Regions from separate parts of the Mus musculus genome. Here regions 1, 2 and 4 are each linked to region 3. Evidence: chromatin contacts called from public Hi-C and HiChIP or PLAC-seq data. All regions are on one chromosome and are shown on one strand. Each heading gives the region's core, a stretch centred on a gene start, on an enhancer-like site or on the middle of the called end of the contact. The rest is flanking DNA. Distances are from core to core; before and after follow the strand shown.

Region 1 (3,086 bases), core at 319-2,818, 94 kb after region 3:
AAGCCTACCAAGGCAACGAAAAATCGAGCTGGCAGAGCTAAAAGAAGAAACACGGGAGAGAAAATTATGCAAAATAAACCATATTTTAAGGGGTAAAACCAAAGACCAAAAAGATTTTAAATTGCCTAACCCAAATCTCAATAGTGAAGGGCTCTGCTATGTCCTACGGAAAGGCAAACAGACAGACTATGGACTGTTGTGTGTCTTGGTCACACTTTCTGGATCTCCAGGAGGAGGGAGGGGGTCTTCAGGTGGGAAAGGGTAAGGGTAATTCTTACTTAGGGGAAGAAATCAAGGCTGAGTGACAGAGGGCACAGAAGGCAGGCAATCCTGTCATAGAGTCCAGGGAAAGCATTACCCTAGGAGTCACCACTGGGCTAGTCGTCCTTCAAGACATCATCTGAAGACTTTAGGAAGTTGAGCACTTATAAATCCAACCAAAATGAGGATCACAGGAAGACACTAACAGTCAGTACATGGCTCAAAAATTAAGCACTCAGAAATATAAATGTTGGGCTAAGGAAGGGTGCACATGTGAGTTTAATGCATTGCATTTAGAATTACAGCTGAACTTCTGTGGTGTAATTATGATTACCAAGCAGAGCTATAAATGTCATCCACAAAAATAATGAGTATTTTAGTAATGAGAAGGAAATAGCTCAACGAGGATGTCTTTGCTCTTGACTTCTTCCAAAGGACCACGTGCTACTGTTTCTACACTTGTTGTCTGTCATGCTTTGTGTATTACCCTTATTTCATTAGCTAGAATTTGCCTGATTGTTTGCAACTGGACCCCCCTCCCCCAGCACTACTGCTTAACTGTTAAGTCCTGTGAAACAGAGGATCCTTCTGTCTTTGGCATCACTGTTTCTACAATGTTCAGACAGATCTGGCATATAATAGGTGCTTATAAGAGCTACTGTGCTTTTTGAGGTGGCCTGTTCATATTTTTGAACTTTGAAGTCTTCTCTATAAAATATATACAGTATAAAATATATATAGTACATAAGGCTTTCTATCGAATGGGTTTGCAATAAAAATATGGACTTAAAGTTTTAATCATTGTTTCGTTTGTGTCAAAAGAAATAGTATTCACATAGGTGGCCCTGGTTAAAATCATGTCTCAAATCAAAACAAAAACACCTGGATATGGGAAGGAAGGGGAAAGAAGCTTGCATGGAAGAGAAGGGGTTAATAGATGTGAGAGGAAGACAGATGGGAGGAGCAAGAGGGATCAGAATGCATTCTGTACATGAAAGGGAATGTCACAGATCAAATTTGGTTTAGAAGAAGACATAATCCCTGGTCTCCTACCCACAGTTTATGAACTTGGCCACGTCTTCCTAATCCAACCAATATTGTATATAACCACAGTTCTTTCCTTCAATATGATTAATGGAAACTGTTAGAGTAATCTCATTTATTAGTGAAGCTGGGCATCTTTTCACACTATCTGGAGTTTTTTAGGATTTCCTTGTCTGCAAATGGACTTCTTGTGCTCTGTCTGTGGTTTTGACTGCTCCAATTTGTCACATGATGACTGCTCCAATTTGTCACATGATCGGTAGTCAGCATTGTGATGATTCATCTCCATTGTCACTTGACTGGGTATGGGGTCACCTAGGAGACACCCCGCTGGGTATGTTGATGGGGTTGTTTCCAGAAAAACTTAACTGAGGGCATGAGCCCATAGTAAAAAAATAGAAGAAGTCTGGGGAGCACCAGCATCCATCTCTCTCTGCTTCCTGACTACAGATGCAGTGTGATCAGTGGCTCATGATGGACTGTACCTTCAAGTCCTAAATTAGACTCAGTCTTTCTTTCCTTCAGTTGCTTCTTGTCAAGCATTTGACCACAGCAGAAGTAAAAGTAATTAGTTTAATGTCACATGTCTTGAAGTAGCAAAGACTAAAAATAAGTAAATGCTGTGGATGGAATAATTAGTCTTAATAATCAGCACTGGAAAGAAGATGAAGGAAAACACTTTTAATGCTAATGTAAACATGCATTAACGAGAGTTAAGAAAACGATCAAATACGGAGGAGTGTGAACTCTTGAATCCAGCTACTCTACTTAAAGGAATGTGTTTTATGAACACTTTCAGGAGTCTGTGTGACTGACTACTCATCGTGTAGATGCAATGGCAAAAAGATGAATTATATTCATTATGCTTTGAAGCTTTTATTTTAATTCTAAAGTAATCAAATATATTAATCTTTTCATGATAATTTGCTTTTTGTGCCTTAGTGTAGAAATCGTACATTTTGACTTCATAAAGAAGTAATTTGTTTTAAAGGAGGAATTATGGAGATTTAAAATGGTGCCTTTAAATAATGGGTCTTTAAGCCACTTGTAGTTTACTCTGGGGCATCAAGGGAGGTGCTATTCTAGTTACATTCTTTTCTTCGTGGAAAGGGGTGGTCCTCACCACTTCCTCCCCGGCAGGTTCTTTGAGTTTATAGCCCACTTGGAGCTACCAGCCATTGAATTTTATGCTCAGGTCAGCCTTTTAATTTTCTATTTTTCACACTGCCTTTCAATGTGACATTCTAAAAAAGAAGAATGAGTGTCCCAGAAGACGAGTGTGCAATGCATCCTGAAAGAGAAGCACTCCACAAAGATCCTGACACTGTCAATAACATGAAATGTGAAGCTTAATATTCCTTTGAATGCAAATATTCATTTGAAGATCGGGTCAGTGGATGGGAGCTGGTCCAAAAGAGTTCTTTCTCACCGGGCATGGTGGCACCCGCCTTTAATCCCAGCACTCGGGAGGCAGAGGCAAGCGGATTTCTGAATTTGAGGCCAGCCTGGTCTATAGAGTAAGCTCCAGAACAGCCAGGGCTGCACAGAGAAACCCTGTCTCGAAACAAACAAACAAACAAACAAACAAAACAAACAAAAAAGAGTTCTTGCTCTTTATAAAATGGCCACGCTTCTCAGCTCCGTGCCAAGGGGCTGTGTGCAGGAGCCCAGGGCTCCCAAGGCCTCTGAGCTTTGACAGTAAGTAGTAAGTAGATGTTTCCCTGTTCATCACTGATTTTTCTGCAGTAAGTAATAGTTCATAAAAAATACAACGTGGAGAT
Region 2 (3,325 bases), core at 455-2,954, 110 kb after region 3:
TGCTCAGAGCCTCTGTACATAGCTGTGGTGCTGGTGCCAGGGGTGGGAGCAAATGAGAAACTGAGCATGGTTTCCTTAAGGTCTCAGCATACACAGCCCCTAATGCTGTTATATAGGAGCTCTACCCTTCAGAACCCAGTCAACCTTAATTGCCTCCTAAAGGCAATCACATAGAAAGATAGTGCTTTGGTATTTAGGGTTCAGGAGAAACACAGTTTACTCCATAGCATGAGATGTGTCTTTTATGATGGGCTGTGGTCACTGTCACCCATTGTCAGCATTGTCTGAGCAGCATCCCTTATCATTCGTTATCACCAAGAGTTTCCTGTATTTCTTATACCAAAAATAAAAAGAGACTGAGAGTCTAGCTCTGTCAGTAGAGTGATTGCCTAGCATGTGCAAGGCCATTGGCTCAATTCCCAGGACTTGCAGACTGGACATGGTGGAAGCACATCTGTAATCCAGCCTTCAGAGAGTGGATGAAGATCTAAAGTTCAAAGTCATCCATAGCCATGCAGGGAATTTGAAACCAATATGGTATACAGGAAACCTGGCATCAAAGATAAATAGAGCAATTTTAATGGTTATTATGTTCATGTGTAGTTTGAATCTACAATGTTCCCCGAAGGCTTCTGTGTTTGGGGTTTTGTCTTCAGCCTGGCACTGCTGGAAAGATGGCAAAGTCTTGGAGAGATGGAGCCTAGTGAGAAAGGTCTTGTCATGGGGACCTGTCCTCAGAAGGAACGTGGGACCTCAGCCTCTCCTCCTTTTTGTTTCCAGGCATGCGGTGCCAAACTTTGTTCCATTTCACTTTCCCAGTAATGAAAGCAGTGAGTTCAAGTGGACTAAACCCATAAACAATGAGTGGAAATAAACCCTTCTTCTTCATTGCTTTTCTGCCATAGCTGTTAGCTACAGTGTTGGAAAAGTGACCAATAAAAAGATGTATGTATTGCTAGTTACAAGGATGTATATGTGCATGAACGCGTGTGTGCATGTGCTTACAGAGGTCAAGAGAGGGTGTCAGATTGCCTGGAATTACAGAAACCCAAAGAAGGTGTTGGGAAGTAAACTCATTCCTCTAAAAGAGAAGCCAGTGTTCAGAACTGCTGAGCCATCTCTCCAGCCCCATAACACATTATCTCCATAAAACCGAAAAGCAAAGATAGGAAATTAGGAGACACTGGGAGGGCCATGAGTTCTCAGCATAGTGGAGACTGTATGTATGTATGTATACACATACATATACATATGTGTGTGTGTGTGTTGTGTATATATATATATATATATATATATATATATATATACATATATTTATGAAAGCAGAGAATACTCTTAGGTGCTTATATGCCAACAGAGTGTGACCTTGCTGAAGAACCAAACAAGCTATGAGAATTGTTCCCAGAGTGAATTACATAACTGAGACACCCACTTGGCCCTGAGTGTAGGTCTGGGACACCCCCCCCCGCCTCCATTTTCCTTTGGCTCCTGATCTGTATGCCTCTTCTGAGGTCACATTACATTTCTTTGCATGAACATAAGGAGAATATGAATATAAGGGGAGGAGACCTGCAGACCCTACCAGCCACAGGGCATGCTTTAGGTTTTTTTCCTTGCTCCTAGGAGTGTCTTCAGGGCTGAGGAACTACCACCCCCTCAGGAAATAGATTGCTTCACTCTCTTTGCTTGCACATTGCAGACACCACTTGATCTGTTTTCCAGTCGCATAAATGCACCGCAGTGGGAAGGATGGAGGCCAAGTCCCTGTGCTGCTGAGAGCTGAACCCAGCCAGCTCAACTGGCCATTCTGTCCAGCTCTTCAGCTCAGAAGGGAGCCAGGATGTTTGTGTGTGCCCATTTGCCTTCCTAAGCTCTAGCTTGCTGCTTGCTGCTTACTGCTTGCTGGAGTAACAGGCTATGAATTCACAATGGAATCAAACGGCTCCGAGGGCTCCTGTCTTGAACAGCAGCGGCAGGTTCTGTAAAGCCACTAGAAACACAGAGGAAGAGGTCTTATGTAGCAATCAGCTTCCTATGGAACTTCCAGATCCTTTTGTGCCCAATACAGTTGGAAATTTCCAGTGATTGTCACCCTTGTTTCCAGGAGAATCAAAAAGGTTGCAGACTGTGCGATGCAGTTAATGACAGTTTAAAGAACACTGGCAAGCCTGCTGCCCATTTTCTAGGTCTTGGATTTCTTTTTTATTCTTGACACGCAACACATAACAAATAACCTGTCTTGGTTTGAACTGATTAATAGTGACTATGGAATTCTAGTGGTCCCTAGGCCAGTCTTTGTTCCAAGGGAGACATTTTCCTTTGCTGGTGTCATTTAGCTTTGATAACTGTCTCCAGACCACACCCCTTATATGAAAGAACATTTGGCACAATTCTAACAAAGAAAAGCAGCATCCAGGGACAGCTGGTGGCATCCTGACTGCAGATTCCCTGCTCTTTGTGACAGTGTTTGCAAAGCCTGTGGGATGTATGAGCATCACCTCAATTTGAAGCAATTGTTGGGCACTTACAGTGTAGTCGGTAGGCTACTCGAGCTCATTTTACAATCCAATGAAAATAGAAGCTGTGGGAGCTAAGAGTATGCCATAATCTCTGCACAGGGCAAGAGGCGTTCACCCCAGTGTGTCCTCTCTCTATCTATTACCTTTAATGGCCACAGAGGAGACAACGGCTAACCGCCACCCCAAACCTATGCTCTGGTGTTTCATCCCTTTGAATACTACATTAGACAGCTGAATTGTGTCAAATAGCACCTTACGTTGACACAGTTGGCTGTCACAGTCACTGGGGCAAAGGTCAGCCCCTGTGAAGCAATCTTAACAGGTCAAGCAAGGAAAACCCTTTAACCCAGACCTTTGGCCCATTTGTTGAGAACAGAACTGTTGTATCTATACATGTGTACATTCTGCCTTCACACATTTACTCTTTGCTTTTTGTTGGCAGATGGGAATCATGCAGCACACGAGGTTTTACAATGACATTTCCATATCTGTGCACAATCTACTTTAATCTTATTTATCACCCGTTCTTCCGGAGAATTTCCCCCTCTCCTCTTCCTGTCTCTTTATCTCCTAATAAGATCCTTCCTACATTCATGTCTTTAAAATGTTTTATTTCTAGATGTCCATAAAATAAAAATATGATATATTTGTCTGACTCTGACTTCTTCACTCAGCAGAGATTACCAGATTCTCTCATTTTCCCTCAATTTTCATAATATTGTTATTCTTAATGGCTGAATAATACTCAGAGGGGTGGTGTGTGTGTGTGTGTGTGTGTCCCCTAATAAGCGTCAACTGTCAACTTG
Region 3 (2,955 bases), core at 148-2,647:
ATGACAATAAAACCCCAAGCTGCAGTAGCTGGAAGCTGAATTTCGAGAGATAGGTTGGAGAAAATAAAGCCCCGAAACGCCCCCTTCCTGCATCACCACCTCAGCTCCACATGCTCGACTGCAGCTGCGGTTGTCGCACAGAGGCAAGCCGGTAGAATCTCAGGGGTGGTGTGGGGATCCTCCGTGTCTCCCTTAGAACAGGTTGCACCATAGTCACCTGGAGAGGGCGGTCTGGGAGTGCGAACCTCGGAGAGCACGGAACCGCAGGGCCGCGCGTACGCTTTCTCCCGCGGAATTTGCGCTCGTGGGAGCAGAGCGCGCGGGTCTGCCTACCAGCCAAGTCACCCTCGAGAAAGAGCTAGGTTCCCAGCAAAGCCAATTCCCAGAGCTAAACAGGGCCCGGATGGATTCAGGCAGGATCTTCAAGGGGCGACCGCTGTAGGGATTCCAGTCTCAAGCCACACCCGGGCTTTCTGGGAGACCTGGGTGGGAGCGCATTATTCCTCGGACCAGGCTTTGTGAGTAGCAGTCACTGCGGATTCCCTAAGGGACTTAAAAAAAAAAAATCAAGTCCCCATGCCAGCAGTCGGGGAAGCCTGGGATTTTCTGGGCTAGGGTTCACGATCTGCCTAAATAACCCGATTTCTACACTGCAAAAGGACCAGACCAGGAGATGTAAGACAGAGGTTTGGGGCTTCGGGACCTGCATACTTTGTCTTTTGGGGTACAGCCCTAAGACTGAGATCTCAGGAGCAGGCTGCTGTGAAAACAATCACAAGTTCAAGCCCTCACAGGTGATAACCAAACCACACCAACACTGCGGAACCCGCTTTCTCCCACTTGGGGTCTATATATGGGTTAAAATGACACTTGTTAACTAGAAGGTAACTTCCCATGGCAAATCAGGGAAACCTGGTGGTTTGGGGTGCTGGTTTCAAAGCCAGTCCCAAAGCGGAGAATCGAGGCTAAGTCCAGGGGCACACCAGCCCACCCCACAACTCGGCCCTGCGGGATGCCGGCGCTCCGCACCGCTGCGCTACTCACCTGCTGCGCGGCTGCGGAGGCCCTGGCGCCAGGAGAAGCGGACCTTCAGTCCTCGCAGAGCCCTCTGGTTCTCTGCAGGAGAACAGGGTCTCCAAAGACCAAGACCCAGTCCTTAGCACCCGCTGACTCACCCCACCACTGCTGAGCCCTCAAACTCCGGGCTCGCTTCTTGCTTCTCCTGGATATTTTAAAATAAAGACTGAAAACAGAGAAAAGAAATGACAAATACAGCGATCCAATAACTCCACGATCACCAGTTTGATATTCAGTTCCTGGACACAGAAAAGAGCGGCTCGGAACTTTGCAGCTCGGGTTGACGTAGTACAGGCAGGCTGTAGCCTAGCGAGTACCGTAATCTCCAGCTGTTACCGTATTCCTCTGCAGCAACCCGCACATTTCGTAAAATTCGGGGTTACTGTCCTTCTCCTTCTTATTTAAAAAGTGGATTTCGTCTCTCTCCCTTCCTGTTTCTCTGTCCCATTTCGATCTCTACTTCCCGTTTACCCCTTCCTCTTTTTTACCCTCATCCCTCCACGCTTGATACTGATCCCCCTCCCTCTCCTTCCCTTCTCTGGGTTTCCCCTATCAATAGGCTGATAAATACATTAAAGAACAAAACCAAATAAAAAACCAACCAACCAAAAGCAGACTCCCTTCCAAGTTCTTACTGAATAGATAATGTGCTCACGGAAATTCCCCAAAGGTTACTTTGAAAAGTTTAGTCCAACTCCCGGCCCGGTTTATTTCAGTCAAGAAGTCGCCTGGCAATGGTGGTAGTGGCATGCCTTTAATCCCAGCACTTGGGAGGCAGAGTTCAAGGCCAGTCTGGTCTACAGAGTGAGTTCCAGGATAGCCAGGACTATACAGAGATACCCTGTCTCGAAAAACCACAACCACAACCACAACCAAAACCAAAAAAAAAAAAAAAAAAAAAAAAAAGGAAGTGTGTGGCTGGTGGTGGCAAATGTGTAGGTGCTTGACATTATTTGCAGATGTTTAAAAAGTACACAAGCCCAGAGAAAGCTCCTTAGACTTGGTTGCAGTAGTTCAAGGAAAATAAAGTCTTTTAAAATATGACCCACCTTTCATTTGGTTACACGGAGTTTTAAAAACTATATGCTCTCAAGGCAATCTCTCCCTCAACCAGTGTCTATAAGTGCACTTGTTTCCAGTTCTCAAAAGAAAATATAACCTTGGAGAAGAGTTTCTTCTCTTTTGTTACTTTTTTTTTTAAACTTGTTTGAGTGGAAAACGTACACAACCAATTTTATTATTTATCTCGTCTGGACAAATTCCACGCTCTGGTTAACTTAGGACTTCGTGAAGTCAAAAGAACTTCAGAGAATTAAGAACAAACAAGAATTTTCCCATTCTGGCTCCCGTTTCCTATGTCTTTCATTGTTATTGACTCGGACAGAGGATGAGTGTTCCAAACACTTGCTAGAATCCCTTAAATCTTGCGATGCTGAGCTAACCTTGGGAGCATGGGGCTACAGCTGCATGTAGCAGGTACAGTCTTCTCTTGCATGTATATATGAAACAATAACTTAGATCACAAAAGCCCTATATTTCTGCTCCCTTTCCTGAACAAACTTGTGTTAGCATTACTCATTTTCCAAAAAAAGATGTTTAGAGAATTTTTTTAATTCGATATTTTCTTCATTTACATTTCAAATGCTATCTCCTTTTCTAGTTTCCTCTCCGAAAGTACCCTATACCCTCCCCAGCCCCACTCCCCAACCCACCCACTCCTGCTTCCTGGCCCTGACATTCCCCTGTAATGGGGCATATAATCTTTGCAAGACCAAGGGCCTCTCCTCCCATTGATGGCCTACTAGGCCATCCTCTGCTACATATGCAACTAGAGACAGGAGATCTGGGGGTACTGGTTAGTTCATATTGTTGTTCCTC
Region 4 (3,402 bases), core at 445-2,944, 68 kb after region 3:
AGGCAGCAGGGTGGAGCACCTACAAGGGGCTTGGCTCAATAGTGAGAACTTGGTTCTCACTAGGCAAGAGGCTGCTCCCATCATGTCTGACATAGCAACATCCGAACAGACCAATCCGTTAGCTGAGGAACTTGTCTGCATTCCAGAATAACGCTTAACAATCTTCACATGGATGAATTCAGCATATTCCAAAGTAAGAGTCACAGTGCCTGCCATCTACCCAGACATGGTGAGAGGCACAATGATGCAGGGAAATGCAACAACCTCTAAGGAGAAGGCAAATAGCAACTCAAAACCAACTTAGAATGTATACAAGGAAAATCAGCTGGAAAATCAGAACAGACATTATAATGGAATGGTATGTGGCTAAAACATTGGACGCCTAACAGTAACTTTAAGAATTGTGTCAGGATTTTCACAGCTAAAGTGTGGCCTGCTTTGGGATCCCTTTTACCTATTATATCCATTTTAAATGTATTCACTTGTGTGTGTGTGTGTGTGTGTGTGTGTAGTGTACTGGGGAGTGCACATGCTGTGGCATGTGTGTGGCAGTCGGAAGACAACTTTCCGGGCTCCTTTCTCTCCTTCAGCCTGGGCGAGACAGGGTTTCCTTTGTTTATGCCATGCTGCTACCAGGCCATCCAGTCCCAAAAGTTCTGGGCAATTCTTCAGACTCTGCCTCCCATCTCCAGTGGGGGTGCTGGCTCATCTAAACCCACAGGAATAAGGATCCCAAATGGCAAGGTGTTGAGGAGGAAGACCAGGGATGAGAAAGAAAGAAGACAGGCAGTTGGGGCAGGGAAGTCTTGCATGTTGATGAGCTGTGCCAAACATGCTTATTAAGAAATACAGCTTCCTATCTACCATTTGCAGGGGCAAATGAGCCAAGGTCAGCGGAGAGCTAAGCCAGATGATACTGGCAAAGAGAGCACAGGATACCCCAGACACAGTTGCCTTAGGAATGACTAACCACAATCCTTTAGGGGAAAAAGCTTTAGGGTTCCCAGGAACGGGGCCTTACCTTCTTCCTTCAAGGCCCCAGACCAGACCTTGCCAATTCTCATAGATTTTTTTTTCCAGAATGGCTTGTAATTACTTTCTCTAAGGACTTATGGGTAAGATTTTGCTTAACAAGGACACTGAAAGATGACACAGGTTATAAGAAGTAAGATAACTACCCTGAGGTTGCCTTGTACTCTGAGTTCCTAAGTAATAAGTCAAAGTCTAACTTAAGAATATGAACATATATGTATAATATAAATATTTGTATGTTGGCCCCGTGGTTAAGGTCCTTTGCAGCTCTTGCCGAGAACGTCATCAGTTACCAGCATCCATGTCTGGCAGTTGATAATCATATGTAATTCAGTTCTAGGGGACATGACACTCTCTTCTGGCCTCCCTAGGTACTCATGTGAATGTGAGCATTCACACACACACACACACACACACACACACACACACACACACACACACACACACAGAGAGTCACTAGTTATAGAAGAATATGTAACAAATAGTTGGATTCCAGCCAATCACCAACAGCTATACATCTGACTTAACTTTAAGGCAGATGCCCGAGTGCAGCCAATCAGATGACCTTTGCCTCGCCTCTCTGACCAGCCTGTGGAGGTTCACTGCTTCTGCTGCAGGCCTGCGCGCTCACATTTACTCTTGTTCTCAGTCTGCCTGACTCATAAGTTATTTTTTGTTCAAACAAGCACCATCCGATTTAATTTGTCGAAAACAGTTTTCTTTTAGCGAGCTGTCTTAGGCCAAGTCTTAGTCAGTTTTCCATCACTGTGACTAACGCGGGGAAACAAGTTAAAAGGAAGAAAAGGGCTTATTCCGTTATAGTCTCAAGGAGTTCAGCCTATGGGTGGTGGACTTCATTGTTCCTGGCTTGGATTGAGGCAGACACCCCAGTGTGGAATTGCATAGCAGACCCACGCTGCTCACATCAGGGTAGCCAGGAGATAAAGAGAGAGCACACCATCACCCCAATATCTGCTTCAAAGGCATACTCCCAATAAGCTATCTTTCTTCTCCCAGGCCCCACTTTATAGAGGTTCTACCATCTCCCAGCAGTGCTATATGAGCTGTGGCCAAACACATGAGCCATGGGAGACATTTAAAGCCCAAACCATCCCAGTCTGTGCTGTATTGTTGATCTTGGGTAACTTGTTTGTTTGTTTGTTTGTTTTTTGAGACTGGGCTTCTCTGTACAGCCCTGGCTATCCTGGAACTCACTTTGTAGACCAGGCTGGCCTCAAACTCAGAAATCCTCCTTCCTCTGCCTCCCAAGTGCTGGGATTAAAGGCGTGCGCCACCATGCCTGTCTGGGTAACTTATAAGGAACAGAAAAGTACTGGCTCGTGGTTCTTGGGGTTGAAGTCTAAGATGGAGGATTGACATCCAATAAAGACTTTCTGGCTACATCATCCTGTGGTGGAAGGTGGAGGGGAGGACATGAGAGGGTGAGAGGGACGAAGAATCAAACTCTCTTGTGCCTTTGCAGAAAACATTCCCACAAGGAACCCACATCCAGCATTATGGCATTCATCTGGTCAGGAGGACAGAGCCCCCAGGGCTATGCCTTTCTCGTGAGCCCCCATTTCCAACACTGTTGAACTGGGGCCTATGTTTCCAGTATGTTTTGTGGGGGACACATTCACACTACAGAACAGCTGGATATGAAGAGCTGACTCCTCTCTTTGGGGTGGGGGTGTTCTTGGAAATGCTGTTACTGTGTTGTGCATGCTATGTTGGAGAACATGCATGCCAGCCCAGTTTTCTTTTATTGCTTGTTTGTTCTTTTTGTCTAGAGGTCAGAGGGTTGCTGTTGTTGTTTTTGTTGTTGTTAAGATCAATTGCTTTTCCTGAATGTGTACCAGAATTATCATATTAACATGTGAAATAAATTTTCTGAAACACACACACACACATGAGGGGGGGAAGAGGGAGAGGGAGAGGAAGAGAGATGGGGGAGAGGGAGAGATTCTTATCTATGTTAACAGAGTTGAGTTGAGTAGATAGCCCTGAGTGGGTGTGGCACCAGTTCACAGGCAGAGCCTTGGACTGTAAGAGCAGAGAAAGCGAGGTGAGGGGACGTGCACTGTATACTTCCTGCTCTCGACTGTGACAATCAGCTTCAGGTTCCTCCCTTGAGTGTCCCACAATGTCAGGCTGGACTGTAACCTGCAATTGTAAGTTGAATAAGCCTTTTCTTCCCTAAGTTGCTTTAGATCAGTATATTATTGATCAGGTATCATAGCAACAGAAGCAGAATTAGAAATGTTTGTGCACACATAGATGACATATGTCTCTATTATGGGACTGTTTCACTTCAGGACAATTTTTAAAAAATTACAGTCTTAAGTGTTAATTCTATCTTGTGAGCTTTAT

The links. Hi-C and Micro-C count contacts between places; a contact is called where the count stands out from the background. HiChIP or PLAC-seq counts read pairs in DNA pulled down with a chosen protein or histone mark.
Region 1: a contact with region 3 is called in an H3K4me3 HiChIP or PLAC-seq map of bone marrow-derived macrophages, with 2.3 times the contacts expected there. The contact joins the enhancer-like site here to the promoter of Adra1a in region 3. A contact is called at or near these places in 5 of 484 Hi-C or Micro-C datasets (bone marrow-derived macrophages, cortical neurons, nephron progenitors and 1 more), 5 of 115 datasets of contacts at active chromatin or transcription factors (VIP interneurons, bone marrow-derived macrophages, forebrain and 2 more) and 2 of 9 other capture datasets (adipose tissue and pancreatic islet).
Region 2: an H3K27ac HiChIP or PLAC-seq map of VIP interneurons shows a contact between it and region 3, with 3 times the contacts expected there. The contact joins the enhancer-like site here to the promoter of Adra1a in region 3. A contact is called at or near these places in 2 of 39 promoter capture datasets (hippocampal neurons and liver), 2 of 484 Hi-C or Micro-C datasets (muscle stem cells and nephron progenitors), 5 of 115 datasets of contacts at active chromatin or transcription factors (VIP interneurons, embryonic forebrain, forebrain and 2 more) and 3 of 9 other capture datasets (adipose tissue, liver and pancreatic islet).
Region 4: a contact with region 3 is called in a Hi-C map of cortical neurons, with 2.9 times the contacts expected there. The contact joins the enhancer-like site here to the promoter of Adra1a in region 3. A contact is called at or near these places in 2 of 39 promoter capture datasets (the HPC-7 cell line and pre-B cells), 7 of 484 Hi-C or Micro-C datasets (bone marrow-derived macrophages, cerebral cortex, cortical neurons and 2 more), 3 of 115 datasets of contacts at active chromatin or transcription factors (VIP interneurons, embryonic forebrain and neural progenitor cells) and 3 of 9 other capture datasets (adipose tissue, liver and pancreatic islet).

The regions. Positions count from the first base shown.
Region 1 is chr14:66,539,978-66,543,063 of GRCm38.p6, reverse strand. No RefSeq gene overlaps it. Among named protein-coding and RNA genes, the nearest start is that of Gm41184, 69 kb to the right of the region's middle. Within about 2 kb of position 1,568, at least 8 of the 459 cell types and tissues checked have an H3K27ac peak or open chromatin away from gene starts, as enhancers often do. A contact at or near this core is called in bone marrow-derived macrophages, where this site is marked.
Region 2 is chr14:66,521,535-66,524,859 of GRCm38.p6, reverse strand. No RefSeq gene overlaps it. Among named protein-coding and RNA genes, the nearest start is that of Gm41184, 51 kb to the right of the region's middle. Within about 2 kb of position 1,704, at least 30 of the 459 cell types and tissues checked have an H3K27ac peak or open chromatin away from gene starts, as enhancers often do. A contact at or near this core is called in VIP interneurons and adipose tissue, where this site is marked.
Region 3 is chr14:66,633,693-66,636,647 of GRCm38.p6, reverse strand. It overlaps Adra1a (adrenergic receptor, alpha 1a), which reads right to left and starts at 1,397. Exons shown (of 4, transcript NM_001271760.1): 1 at 1,045-1,397.
Region 4 is chr14:66,565,128-66,568,529 of GRCm38.p6, reverse strand. No RefSeq gene overlaps it. Among named protein-coding and RNA genes, the nearest start is that of Adra1a, 68 kb to the left of the region's middle. Within about 2 kb of position 1,694, at least 6 of the 459 cell types and tissues checked have an H3K27ac peak or open chromatin away from gene starts, as enhancers often do. A contact at or near this core is called in cortical neurons, where this site is marked.